Linked DNA regions of Mus musculus: all the other regions are linked to region 3. Evidence: chromatin contacts called from public HiChIP or PLAC-seq data. All regions are on one chromosome and are shown on one strand. Each heading gives the region's core, a stretch centred on a gene start, on an enhancer-like site or on the middle of the called end of the contact. The rest is flanking DNA. Distances are from core to core; before and after follow the strand shown. Region 1 holds the start of Cdh1 (cadherin 1). Region 2 holds the start of 1110028F18Rik (RIKEN cDNA 1110028F18 gene). Region 3 holds the start of Sntb2 (syntrophin, basic 2). Region 4 holds the start of Nob1 (NIN1/RPN12 binding protein 1 homolog).

Region 1 (3,475 bases), core at 814-3,313, 330 kb before region 3:
GCCTGCAGGGAAGGCTGGCAGAATTAGTGTGGGTTACGTGGGCTAGAAACAGCACCTCTATAGATGAGGCTGTGCTCTCTGTGGGCTCAGGTTCACCATTAACACTATGGGAAATACTGATGGTCAGATAGGGCTGGGCCTTTCAAAGGCACAGCCTCCACACCTCAGTGATTGTTTTGGCCTTAGTACAGAAGAGGACTTGCCCAGTGCCATACAGGCTAGTGACTGGCAGGGATATATGATTTTGTAGTTTTTGGTTGCTTCTTGAGATTCTCAGGGCTCAAATCCAGTTTGTCGCTGAGGAGGGTGGCTTTGAAGTCACGATTTTCCTGCCTACGTGTAATCCCTATGTGCCTATTATAGGCACCACCATACCTGCTTTACACTGTGCTGAGGGTGGTACCCAGGGCCTCATGTATGAGCTACATCCCCAATCTCTGTTTTGCCAAGGTTGGACCAATAGGAATGAGAGATGCCTTTGTTTTCATATATCCAAGCAACACGGACATGGCAGGCCATAGGCAGACAGGGAAACTAATCTAATATTTGTCTATTTTATTTTTGATCCTAAAATTATGTACCAGGGACAGAATTCTCAGGTGCAGGTGGCTATGCCATGACTATGGTATTAAACGTCTCAATCTCTGGAACAGGAGAGCTTGAGTTCTGGACTTTCCTCCTTTAACACGTTGACTTGCTACACGATATCAAGTTGTAGGTAAATAACAGATTTGAGTAACATCTCTTCCAGCTCAGATGGGAGAGGGCTGGAGAGATGGCTCAGCGGTTGAGAGCATTGACTGCCTTTCGAAAGGACCGGGTTCAAATCCCAGCACCCCCATGGCATTTCACAACTGGCTGTAATTCTAGTTCCAAGGGACCTGACATCCTCACACCAATACACATAAACAAAATAAATTATTAAAAAATAAAACCCAACAGAACAACTGATGAGGAGGGCTGGAGAGATGGCTCAGTGGTTGAGAGCACTGGCTGCTTCCAAAGGACCCAGGTTCAAATCCCAGCAACCACATGGTAGTTACAGCTGTCTGTAATTCCAGTTCCAGGAGATCTGATACCCTCACATAGACATACACGGAGGGAGAACAATGTAAGTAAAAGATTTAAAATAAAAAGCAACAACAACAAAACAAAACAAAACAAAAAACCTGATGGATGTGGGATGCATAGGATGCTGCTACTTGGGGGTCCCAAGGTCAAAGCCAGTCTGGGTTACCTAGTCCTGAGAACTGAAGTTAAGAGAACAGATTTTAGCCGGGCAGTAAGGTAGTGGGTACCTGTAGCTCCATCCCAGAAGTGAGAAGGCTGAGTTTGAACAATGATGAGTTTAAAGCCATGCTGGGCTACATAGCAAGGCTATGTCTCAAAAGGGAGCCGGTCAGGTGTTAGAAAATTAGATTAGCCTGGTCTGGTACCCCACTTGTGCAATCCCAGCATTCGGGAGACTGAAACAGGAGGATGGCTAAGACTAAGACAATTCCAGGCCCACCTGAGTTGGAAAACAAACAAACAAAAAAGCTACCAAACAAAATAAAACCGTCGGAGAAATAGCTCAGTCAGTAAAGGCCAATGGCGGCAATGCAATCCCAAGACCCTCTTGGTGGAAGAAGAGAATTGACTCTTGAAGGCTGTCGTCTTATCTCCACAATCGGTCTGTGGCACGTGCGTTTGCGAGCACAGGATCGCGCTCTCGCCCGCGCACGCACCCCTCCCCCCATGTTAAAATGTCATTTAAAATCCCTAAGCAAACAAACTCATCCAACCAAAGAAAATAAAAACATAAGAAACAAAACGGAAACCTAGATGATGAATAAAGTCCTTTGTAACTCCATGTCTCCGTGGGTCAGAGCACAGCTAGGCTAGGATTCGAACGACCGTGGAATAGGAAGCTGGGAAGTCTTCTAAGGCCGGCCCCATGCCACCAACTACAGACAGGGGTGGAGGAAGTTGAGGGCCCTGCAGTTCCTTGGCTGCCACCTGCAGGTGCGTCCCCAGCCAATCAGCGGCGCCGGGGGCGGTGCCTGCGGGCTCACCTGGCGGCCGCAGCCTCTGCGCTGCTCACTGGTGTGGGAGCCGCGGCGCACTACTGAGTTCCCAAGAACTTCTGCTAGACTCCTGCCCGGCCTAACCCGGCCCTGCCCGACCGCACCCGAGCTCAGTGTTTGCTCGGCGTCTGCCGGGTCCGCCATGGGAGCCCGGTGCCGCAGCTTTTCCGCGCTCCTGCTCCTGCTGCAGGTATGTGGAGGGTCCTGACTCGTGCCCCATGATCCGCTTCGCTGTGTTTTTCTGCCGGCTGTGGTCCCGCTTCCCTTCTTCCAAGAAAGTTGGGATCCGGAGGGCCAGATCGCCCTGGGCGCTGCGCGGTGCGGGGCTGAGTGCGGTGGAGTGGGAGGGAGGTCCAGGCGGGCGCGGAGTGGTCGCCTCTGGCGCAGGTTCCCAGGTGGGGGCGCGCCACGCTGCCGGCTCCCGGGTCCCCGGGTTGAGCAGGGTCCCTGTTTGAGACAGAGGAGGCGTGGAGCAGGATGGGGGCCTGCCTGTAGAAGGTGGGGTGCTGAAGTAGCGCGGACGATCCGAGATAAGGGAAGGGATTTTAGTATTATAAAAGCACCTGTCCTGTTAGGGAGGGACCGTAGATTGGGGTACCCGAGAGGAGTCTGCGGGTGTGCGTTGAGACCGTTCGCGGTCGAAGGAAAGTGGTGTCCGGAAGAGTCAAGGCGTCTCCAGTGAGATGCAAATGGAGCTAGGAGAGGAAGGTGGACTAGGTTGCCAGGTGGTGGCCCCAGATGTCCCCTCCCCCAAAGGCTTTTGGAGCTTGGCGGCTGGTTTCGGGATGAGCGGATAGCGTCCCTGTGTGCCCTGAGGGGGGTCCTCCCCACTAATCCCGGCGCCCGAGGCGAGGGAAGGGTTACCCTTGGTTTCGGTGTGGGCTGCTGGGAACCCCCTCAAGTCACCAGTTTGCTTACTTTACCTCCATCCCAGGTCTCCTCATGGCTTTGCCAGGAGCTGGAGCCTGAGTCCTGCAGTCCCGGCTTCAGTTCCGAGGTCTACACCTTCCCGGTGCCGGAGAGGCACCTGGAGAGAGGCCATGTCCTGGGCAGAGGTAAGGGAAACTGATGGTGTTACTCGGCCGAGTGGGGTCGGGTAGTGAAGGCGCCAAGAAATCGTGCTACCATGCTGGTAGGGTGGAATGGACAAAACTCTTCCTTGGAATTTACGGCAGATTTGGGAGTCTTATTTATCGATTGTGGTTGATCAAGGTAGATATGTCTGGCTCTGCTATTTATACGGGGCAGAAATGGGCCAAGGGTATTTAGAGGTCATCGGTATTCCTCCAACTGATTACTGGAGCCGGTCTATCATTTCAGACCGCCAAACCTGCTGGGTAGAGCCAGTTGGACTGTAGTTCCATTTAATGATGAGCAATTGGAGGCTCATAGAGTGACTTCACAGGGTC
Region 2 (3,568 bases), core at 223-2,722, 350 kb before region 3:
GTTGGTCACCCTAGCACTAAGGGTCATTCTATGTAGATAATGTTATTGCCCTTTTTTCTGTTGCTGGTATTTAGCACAGTGCCTGGTCCACTATATCTTACCCCAGTTTGCCTACTACTGGCCATGGATAATCTTACCACCTCTCAGTTTCCCTAAGAGGAAAGAGGAACCGCTGCTTCCCATGCAGACTTCCCTAATACGAGTAGAACAGTTTGCAACCCGGTGCCTGCCTTGGCCTCTCAAGTGCCTGGCTTGCAATTTTTAATCATCATGCATTATTCAGAACATTTATATTTTGTTCTGTAACTGTAACTATTCCTCCAGTGCTTAGTCTGGAGATTGAGCTGAAAATTGAAAATCAATGGACAGGACCCATAAATTTCACTCAGTTGAGAACTAACTCCAAGGCTCCTATGGGAAGAAATGGCAACCAGAATACTATATAGCCTCCAATGCCAAGAAGTCCAAAATTATCTGCTTGGCAGTGCCACCCATAATCCTAGCTACTGGGAAGACTGAAGCAGGAGGATCACCAATTGGGCTATGGAGCAAGGTCAAAGCCGTATTGAAAATTTAATGAGACTCTATTTCAAAATAATAAGAGAACAAAGCTGCCAGGTTGGTGGTGGTGTATGCTTTTAATCCCAGCACTTGGGCGGCTGAGATGGGTGGACCTCTGAGTTCAAGGCCAGCCTGGTCTACAGAGCAAGTTCCAGCACAGCCAGGGCTACACAGAGAGACCCTGTCTCAACTCCCCTGCCCCCCACCCCCAACCAAAAAAAAAAAAAAAAGGCTGGGAGCTCCAGGGGTGATGCTCAGCTGGCAGAGCTCTTCTGAAGCAAGGACAAAGTCTTGCGGTCCATCCCATAGACAGAATATCCAGGGTACTTGTGGTAGCTCCCCAGAATTAGGGAGTTGGGAATAAAAGAATGAGAAGTTCAGGATCATCCCCCGAGTGCCAGATCAGCCTGGAGTATGAGACCTTAACATGGAAACATGATGGTTCTTTGGAAAGTTGGTTGGATAGTTTTGCTGGGGCAAACATTCGAGTTTGAAGGAACATTTCATTAAAGTGGACCCAGGTGTGAAAGGCTAAGGCGGACTGAAGCAGACACAGGAGAGAGGATGTTCTGCTAAAGCAAGCATGTGAAAGGGCACGTGATGAAGGACTTTTCTTTTTTTTTTTTTTTTTTTTTTTTTTGCTAACATGTATTGGTCTGCCTCCCATTGCATGCTTTGAGCTGCATTTGTTGGGACACCAGAGAGAAATGCACCAAAAAGCTTCTGAGGGTGTGCTGCAGTTTGTTGCTGCTTCCAAGGACTTGGGCTGATTGGATGCGCATGCTGAGGCAAGACCCGTCTGAGGCAAGATATGTGGAGGACACGTGATGTTTGAAGGAGTCAAGGGATAGTAACAGAGGCTGCGCTTGGCTTGCTTATAGAGCTAGCTGTGCAACGCTTATGGGTGTGGCGGCTTTGCTGATGTTCGTTTCCCTGAGAGAGGCATAGCTGAGAACTTCTCCTGGCATTCCTCCTAATCCCTCCGGCTGACTGGAGCCCAGGCTGAAGCCTGGCTGGCTCTGCTAGGTCTTGTCACCACTGTTACTAATCCAACTCTACTGAACTGGACTGCTGGTGTATCCATGAAATGCTTGTGAGTGAGTAGAGCTTCGGCTGCCTGGTAACCTGTGACCTGAACTGATTTCCAGAGAACCTTCCTAAACAGGTCTACTCTCCCCTGACCCCTGTATCCTTTCTTTTTCATTACCTCTGGTGGCTGGTGAGCTAAAAGGGAGGTTAAAGCATCATTAAAAATAGGATTTAAAGAATTAAAGTTACAAGACCTTATCTCAAAAAAAAAAAAAAAAAAAACAAACCAACAACAACAACAACAACAACAACAACAAAAAACTAAAGCAAAACCAGAAAGAGCAGGCATGGCCTGTTGTGGTGGCACATGCCAGTAGGATCTGCTGAAAGAGCAGGCATGGTGACACACACTGTTAATCCTAGCACTCTGGAGGCAGAAACAGGAGATCTCTGTGAGCCAGCCTGGTCTACATAGAGAGGCTTTCTCAAAAACAAACAATCTAACTAATAAATAAGTAGATTAATCAACTCAATTAAATGGGCTCAAACTTTCTAGGGTTAGAAGAAAACTGGGAACTTCTTCTAGGCTTGTTTGTTATCTTAGAGGGGAAACAGAGTTACTGAAGGAAAACCATTTTGCTTTCAGATCACACCAGCCAGTTCCCTACAATATGTTCTGGCTAGCTCCTGGGAATTGAAAAAAAAAAAAAAAGTGAGACACAAAGTTTCTTTCCTCCCTTGACGTTTTTTGAGGGAGGGTTTCATTGTGTAGTTCATGCTGGCTTGGAACTCCCTATGTTGGCCAGGCTGGTCTCCAATTTATAATCCTCCTGCCCCAGCCTCCTTAGGGCTGGAATTACAAGTGTGCATTATCATGCTGGCTTCAAAGTTCCTTATAGTAAGGAAAATTTACACACACACACATCCATGTACCCTGTGCGTGTGCGCATGTACACACACACCCACACACCACACATCACTTCTAGATATAGAATAATATATAGTCTAAGAAAACAATGTTTTAATTTAAAAAATAAAAGCAATTTGGGCACGTTAGCAAACATCTGTAATCCTACTATTTAGGAGATCGAGGCAGGAAAATCAGAAGTTCAGGGCTAGCCTCATCTACATGGTGAGTTTTAGACCAGCCTAGGCTACCTGGAATTCTAAATCAAACAAAGCAAAAGCAGAGTTGTTTGTCTCTAGACACTCCCCCAACACACACACACACACACACACACACACACACACACACACACACACACACACACACACAGTGAATTTCCAGCCCTTCCCTTGGTATCTGTGATTCTATCTAGCCAGGGTGAAACTGACTGTCAAGGAGCTATTTTCATTGGCTGGCAAACTTCAAGAGGGCTTGCCCTTTGGGAGGGGCTTTCTCTCTCCCCTAGGCTGGGTCTGATATTGGCCTGATTCCTCCACACACACACACCCCACTCTGAGAAGGGAGGCAGTCTCTCTCTCTCTCTCTCTTTTTTTTTTTTTTGTTTGTTTGTTTGTTTGCATGGAGGTGACACAGGTTGCTGCAGAGCTTTTGGCCTTAACAGCCGTTCTCAGTCCTGATCAGTCATCACTAAGACCAAAGTTATTTGTACAATGGGAGAGACCTACCACCCCTTATCAGGAGGTCTGACTGACTAACTCTCTAGGCTGGAGAGGGCCTGCTCTCTGTGGACTTGGCTCAGGAAAAGCCCTGGCCACTGAGTAATGTGCACTGTGGAAATGATAATAGTTAATGTTTACTTAACATTTCCTGTCTGCTGTGTTTACTTAGCTTACCGCACCTGGGGTGTTTTGTTTGTTTTCTGTTTTTTGTTTGTTTGTTTGTTTTTCTCTTTGAGACAGGGTCTCTCTCTCTACAGAGATTGGCTACCTTAGAATTCACTATTTAGTTGAGGTTGGCCTCAGACTTCCAGAAATCCACCCAGGCTCTTTCTCTGCCTCTTGAGGGCTGGGA
Region 3 (3,295 bases), core at 492-2,991:
ATATAGTCTTGTTATTGGCTCTGCAATTAGCAAAATCACTGACTCTTTAGCTAACAAATCTTTATACGGTTTCTTGGATGGTCATCTACATATTCGCCAAAAAAAAAAAAAAAGATGGAACCCAGACTAAGACTGGCAAACTTATAGAATCAAGACAGAACCCTTCAGGACTTGGTTATTTGAAGCCTTGCACACTCACTACCTAATTCCACTAACCTTATGTCTTGTTCACATTGGCAACTTCCTAAGGAATCATCACAGATGGTTAATTTTTGTGTGTGTGTGTGTTCACTTGACTGGGCTAAAAGACGCCTGCCTGGATGGACAGATGTAAAACCGTTCTGGGTGTGTCTGTTTCCGGAAGAAATTTTTTCCATGGTGACCTGAGTAGAGAAGATTGTCCTCAACAGTGGGAACCGGCACCATCCAATCAGGTGAGGGCTGCCAGGGAACAGTAAGACGCGGTATACTCACTCTATGAAAACTGGGACATCGCTCTCCTGCCACACTTCAGGGCTCCTGGTTTTTCATGGACTGGGCCAGCTTTTACATAGTAGCTTTCCACTCCGACCCTGCTCCCCCGCTTCTGCCCCCTCAGGCCTCTCTGGTCTTCTGATAGCTTCAGATTTCTACCTAGTCCTCAGGTCTTTGGATTTGGATTCAGAGCCTTTTTCTGCAGATGGCAGATTGTGGAGTTTAGCCTCATAATCTTGTGGCTAATCTCGCACAATCTTTGTTAACTATATATACCCGTTGGTCTGTGGGGAACTCTAAAACATCAGCATGCTGCAAATGTCTTTGACCTTGCGCACTGTGGGTTCCCAGTGCTTAAGAAGACAGGTCCCGGGCTGGCGAGGTGGCTCAGTGGGTAAGAGCACCCGACTGCTCTTCCAAAGGTCCAGAGTTCAAATCCCAGCAACCACATGGTGGCTTACAACCATCCGTAACAAGAACTGACTCCTTCTTCTGGTGTGTCTGAAGACAGCTACAGTGTACTTACATATAATAAATAAATCTTTAAAAAAAAAAAAAAAAAAAGAAGAAGACAGGTCCCCTCTAATTACAGGCCAGCAGACAGGTGATTTTTAAAAGCAGTGACAAAGTCTTGGATCCACACCTTTGATCCCATGTCACTTATGCTGTGTCCCCTGCTTGTGCTCACACCAAGACTAACCAAATGTTGTTTTATCCTGTTCTTAGGGAGGTCTGCAGTCTTTTTAACCACAGAGAATCACACCTAGCTGGTTGCCTCTGTTTTTCTTTCCCATTAGACCACAAGCTCTCTCGGCTGAGGTGCATTTTATTCAGTGTGTCTCTAGGGCCTTAAAAGGAGCCCAGCACACCTCTGAGCGCTCAGGGCTGCTTTTTTTTTTTTTTTTTTTTTTTTTTGCAATGAACCAATCAATGCAAGAATGAACGCGCCAACCCGGCCCTGCAGGATCGCAAAGAGCCTCTCTACAAGCTGACTTTGCTCTCCCTGCCCGGGCAGCTCTCGTAGAAGAGGTGAGGAGTTCGAGGAGGTCACGGAGAACCAAAGCAAAGGACGGCGGGGTGCCTCGCTGCACGAGGCGCTGCCCACCTCCGAAGAGCTTTCAGTGAACCAGGACAACCTCGCCTCCCGGAAGCGGCCTCGCCGGCCTTCCCCCCGCCCCTCCGGAAAGTGGGCGTGGCCCTCATGAATAATGAATCGCCGGGGGGAGGGGAGGGGTCCGCCCCCCTCGGGCGGGAAGGGGGAAGCGCCGAGGCTGCCTGACTGGAATCGGGGGAGCTGCAGCAACGGCGGCTGCGGGAGCAGGGCCGGCCATGGCGGTGTGGACGCGGGCCACCAAAGCGGGGCTGGTGGAGCTGCTTCTAAGGGAGCGCTGGGTGCGGGTGGTGGCCGAGCTCAGTGGCGAGAGCCTGAGCCTGACGGGCGACGCCGCCGCAGTCGAGCCTGAGCCGCCGGCGGCCGCCTTCAACGGTCTTCCGAACGGCGGCGGCGGCGAGTCTCTGCCCGGGAGCCCGAACCGTGGCCTGGGGCCGCCCAGCCCTCCCGCGCCGCCCCGCGGTCCCGCGGGGGAAGCGAGCGCCTCGCCGCCCGTGCGCCGAGTGCGAGTGGTGAAGCAAGAGGCGGGCGGCCTGGGCATCAGCATCAAGGGCGGCCGCGAGAACCGGATGCCGATCCTCATCTCCAAGATCTTCCCGGGGCTGGCGGCCGACCAGAGCCGGGCGCTGCGGCTGGGCGACGCCATCCTGTCGGTGAACGGCACCGACCTGCGCCAGGCCACCCACGACCAGGCCGTGCAGGCGCTGAAGCGCGCGGGCAAGGAGGTGCTGCTGGAGGGTGAGCGGGGGCCGAGCGGGAGGCGGCGGGGTGGCGGCCTGGGCTCGCCTGCGCGCACTTTGTTTCTGCCCACCCTGACGCCTGTGCGGGGCTCGCCGGTTCCCTCCGCCCCGGCCACCAGACCTCCTCTTGTGGGGCTCCAGAGTGTGGAAAAACTGAGGCGTCCAGCGAGAAGAAAGTTGGGCAGCCACCGAAGTGTTACTTTACCGCCCCTTAGCGAGACTCAGCTGAGATTTAGGGGGTGGGGGGAGCAGCAGCCGCGTGCGAAGCTCACCCCTAAGTCTTGCACGATAAGCTGACACTAAGCACTAACTACCGGGAGAGCGATCGGCTCGAGTTCTTTAGTCTCCTTTTTTTCCCTGTTGGGAAGCGTTGGTTGGACGCTTTCTTTAGTCACCTCGGGCTCCCCGGGCGGGCCGGTCTATTAAATCCATCCACACCGATGCCAGCAGTTTGCTTGGGCAAACCACCAAAGCACTGGTTAATTTATGGGAATTTAACCCATCATTGGCTCTCAACAATAACCAGAGAAGATCACAGCACTTTGTGGAAGGCAGAGAGCTGATACAGCAAGTTTGTGAGGTTAATGAGCCTTGTTTAACAGTGGAGGCTCACGTGTTTGAGCATTTTACTGCCAACTAGAGTTTCGCCCCTTTTGCAAGAGCCCGGTGCCAGCTTCCTATCGCTGGCAGGCGTGCTGCCGCAAGACCAGTAGACATTTTATAAGAATCCTGAAACGGGTACCATCACATATGTGTGAATAGCCTTTACCTTAAGTGTAGATGCGATCTTGTGTGCAGCGTTTCACGCGTATCGATGTAACTGAGGCAGAATTAAATCTCATCTCCAAAGACTCATACATGTTGAAGGTGATGGAATATTGTAAGTGAGAAGCCAGTTGCTTGCTTTAGAAATAATTGCAAGACCAGCTCCGTTTTTCGCTGTTGAGTCAAGTCATTCCAGGAGCATTTA
Region 4 (3,428 bases), core at 245-2,744, 490 kb after region 3:
CTACACAGAGAAACCCTGTCTCAAAAAAACAAAAACAAAAACAAAAACAAAACAAAACAAAAACCCTTTTTTTTAAATGCATGTGAGTGCTTTGTTAGCATGTAGATTATATGTTGACCCATTTCCTCCCAACCGTATCCTATGAGGTACTACTAGTATTTTGGAAAGTTGAAGCCACTTGACAGAGACCCTGTAACTATCAAGTCGGAGGGAAAAGCTACAGAAACCACTGCAGAGCAGGTAGAGCCCTGACCACCATCTGCCTCAGTGACGCCTCCACTCCCTACTAACCTGGATTCCTGAAGAGGACGATGACCCCTAGGCAGCTATTTTTTTTTTTTTTCAGAACTAATGCAAGCCCTAAACACATCCCCTTTCCTTTTTAAAATTTGTTATTTTTGAGATGAGATCTCACTACATATATAGCCCTGGCTTGCTTGGAACCTCTGACTTCAGAGGGCTTGGACTAAAAACATGTGACATCACACTGGGCCCAATCCCCTTTTATTTTTAATATGACAGTCTCACTACCTAGCTCAGGCTGGCCTGGGACCCATGACCCTGAAACCTATCTCCCCGGGACGAAGACTGCACCACTGTCTATATCGTGTGCCTTTTTCTTTTCTTTCTTTATTTATTTTTGTTATTTTCGAGACAGGGTTTCTCTGTGTAGCCCTTGCTGTCCTGGAACTCACTCTGTAGACCAGGCTGGCCTCAAACTCAGAAGAAATCCGCCTGCCTCTGCTTCCCAAGTGCTGGAGTTAAAGGTGTGCGCCACCACGCCCAGCCTGCATGCCTTTTTCTGAGTTGAGGTTGCCTCCACTGGAAACTATAATCACCCTACACACAGGACCACAGATCTAGGTTCTCTATTTGTAATTCACCCAGAGCCTTCTGTATACTTGTAGAGCGCTCTCGCACTGAGTCTTAGGAGTCTACACAACTTTACCTCATGTGTCCAATTTGCTAGACACTTCTCCAAGAGGTATATCCGCATGGTCTTCAGTCCTCGCGGAGGGGAGGCAGATATTATTACTATTTTCACGATAAAGCTTAAAGCCTGTGATACACCGTGGAGCGCACGGCTGGCACTATTAAAGCCAGGCTGAACCGACTGTCTCTAAAACAAACGCTGCCTGCTACCGATCGGGGCGGGTCTGTCTGCCACAAGGCTGGGCCGGGGCACTCACTCACCCAGCCGCACGTACTCTGGGAGAGGCTCCTTGAACCGAAGCTGGTAGGGCAGCACTGCCAGCCGCCTGCGCGTGGCCTTGTCGCGAATCTCTCGCACCACCTCCCGGATGGTGTAGATGTTCTTCCCGATGTCCTGGGGACAGACCGGCCCAGTTATCCCGCTCGCCTGACCCCACACGCATCCCTGGAGGGCCTCAAGCCCAGGCCCCGCGGCGGGATCCCCAGTACCTGCAGAGGCGCGTCCCTCAAGAAAGCTCCGGCATCAGCCACAACGTGCTCCACCGGCGCCATGTTGGCTGTCAAGGACAGACCGCGCATGCGTATGGAGCCTGCGCCGTTCTTGGGTTTGCACAGTAGTCTTCCTCAGACCGGAGGAACAGCTGCTGCGATTTCGCGGCGCCCCCTAGCGGCCACCGGCCACCCCTTCAGGACTGCGCGCATACACAGCCGCGCCGCTTGCCCTGCCTGGGGGGCTATGTGCATGATTAAAGTTGAGGGACTCCTTAAGTAATCGTCCTCGGAATTCATAGAACTTTCTTTACTTTTAAAGGAAAAACCTGTAGATATGGCATATGGTTGAAAGTCAGTAGCTAGAAACAACAAATCACAACAAATCAGTAGGGTATATTCGATTTTACAAGCAAGGAAGCCAAGCTGACTTGGCCAGATAACCTCCGAACTGACTTGAAACCACTTTTTAAAATCCGTTGTGTTATACAGCCACGCAGTCCTACTTTATTTGAATATCTTGGGACAATGGCTGTATTACTTTATACCTTTGCCCCATCTCCCTAAGCAAGGCACATGATTTTCTAGAAAATCGAACAGAAGGGGTAGTAATGACTATTAATGACTTCCGATTTTCCTTTCAATTCTGGGATTAGGAGATCTGGGCTACTACATGCTGGCAACGCTGATCTGAGCCTTTAGCAACTGCTTTCATTTACTCATCTGTCCCGTATCAAAAACCCTTCAGTGCCGGGATGGTACCTTCGTCTGACTTAAATATTTTCTGCATCCCCAAACATCTTAAATTACACGGGGGGTGGGGTGGGGGAGCATTCCAGGTGCTCCTGTGGGGGCTGGAAGACAACCACAGGAGTCAGTTATCTCCTTCTGCTAAGAGACTGCTATGGGGGCCGGGCGTGGTGGCGCACGCCTTTAATCCCAGCACTGGGGAGGCAGAGGCAGGCGGATTTCTGAGTTCGAGGCCAGCCTGGTCTACAAAGTGAGGTCCAGGACAGCCAGGGCTACACAGAGAAACCCTGTCTCGAAAAACAAAACAAAAAAAAAAAAAAAAAAAAAAAAAAAAAGAGAGAGAGACTGCTATGGAATACAGGTTCTCAGGCTAGGCAGGTAAAGATGCAACTTGCTGCCTCTTCATAGCCCTGGCTGTCCTTGAACTCAGAGATCTGCCTCCTTCTACCTCTCTTGCTCTGGGATTAAAGTTGTGACCACCAAACCTAATCCCCAAATATTTTATATCACCAATCTTCCTACCCCTCAATCGCTCCAATCTCTAGCTTCCAACAGTGCTGCCTGTTCTGAAATAAGACCCCAGTTGAAGACTATCCAACTTTATGGAAAATTTTCTCAGTGTTTTGGAATCCTTTCTCAGCTAGCTCCACTCCTCTGCAGGAGCTGACACTGCCTACTGTAGCTTCTTTCAGGATTTAGCTGGTTTTGGTGATTCTTTGCCTTCTCCCTGGCTTCTCACTCTTCATCCAATTCTCTCCTTTTTGCCTTGCAAACACAGTACCTTCTACCTAACTTTTTGCACCTTCATCAATTCAAGTTCTTTTCTTCAGCAAATAGCAACTATCTGCCAGGTATTAATGGCCACAGTATACAAACTCTAATCATGTATATATGTGAGTTTTAAATCTGTGCGTCCGTGTGCGTGTGTGCACGTGCGAGTGTGCGTGCGTGTGTGTGTGTGTGTGTGTGTGTGTGTGTGTGTGTGTGTGTGTCTGTGTGTGCGCGTGCGCGTGCCACTCCCCGTGGGCTGAAGTCACAGGCACTTGTGATCCACCTAATCTAAGTGGTGGGAATCTAATTCTTTCTGGTCTGCTTTTAACAGGTAAGCCATCTGTCCAGCCCTAAAAGGGCTCTCTCGAAGCATTTATGTCGCTCTTGCTCTCTTGCTCTGCCCTCTTGCTCCTGCTCCCCCTCTCTTCCCATTTCCCTCCCCCCTCTCCCTCCACGTGCTCATGGCCGGCCTCTACTCCTTTCCC

Evidence for each region. HiChIP or PLAC-seq counts read pairs in DNA pulled down with a chosen protein or histone mark.
Region 1: a contact with region 3 is called in an H3K4me3 HiChIP or PLAC-seq map of embryonic stem cells, with 12 read pairs. The contact joins the promoter of Cdh1 here to the promoter of Sntb2 in region 3. A contact is called at or near these places in 3 of 484 Hi-C or Micro-C datasets (all in embryonic stem cells), 6 of 115 datasets of contacts at active chromatin or transcription factors (bone marrow-derived macrophages, embryonic stem cells and pancreatic cancer cells) and 1 of 9 other capture datasets (pancreatic islet).
Region 2: a contact with region 3 is called in an H3K4me3 HiChIP or PLAC-seq map of bone marrow-derived macrophages, with 3 times the contacts expected there. The contact joins the promoter of 1110028F18Rik here to the promoter of Sntb2 in region 3. A contact is called at or near these places in 3 of 115 datasets of contacts at active chromatin or transcription factors (bone marrow-derived macrophages, embryonic stem cells and pancreatic cancer cells) and 1 of 9 other capture datasets (pancreatic islet).
Region 4: a contact with region 3 is called in an H3K4me3 HiChIP or PLAC-seq map of bone marrow-derived macrophages, with 5 times the contacts expected there. The contact joins the promoter of Nob1 here to the promoter of Sntb2 in region 3. A contact is called at or near these places in 1 of 484 Hi-C or Micro-C datasets (embryonic stem cells), 1 of 115 datasets of contacts at active chromatin or transcription factors (bone marrow-derived macrophages) and 1 of 9 other capture datasets (liver).

Annotation. Positions count from the first base shown.
Region 1 is chr8:106,601,287-106,604,761 of GRCm38.p6, forward strand. It overlaps Cdh1 (cadherin 1), which reads left to right and starts at 2,064. Exons shown (of 16, transcript NM_009864.3): 1 at 2,064-2,256; 2 at 3,001-3,121. The coding sequence starts at 2,209.
Region 2 is chr8:106,585,671-106,589,238 of GRCm38.p6, forward strand. 1110028F18Rik (RIKEN cDNA 1110028F18 gene) reads left to right here and starts at 1,473. Exons shown (of 3, transcript NR_045470.1): 1 at 1,473-1,747.
Region 3 is chr8:106,933,999-106,937,293 of GRCm38.p6, forward strand. It overlaps Sntb2 (syntrophin, basic 2), which reads left to right and starts at 1,742. Exons shown (of 7, transcript NM_009229.5): 1 at 1,742-2,323. The coding sequence starts at 1,804.
Region 4 is chr8:107,423,544-107,426,971 of GRCm38.p6, forward strand. It overlaps Nob1 (NIN1/RPN12 binding protein 1 homolog), which reads right to left and starts at 1,495. Exons shown (of 9, transcript NM_026277.3): 1 at 1,423-1,495; 2 at 1,195-1,327. The coding sequence starts at 1,485.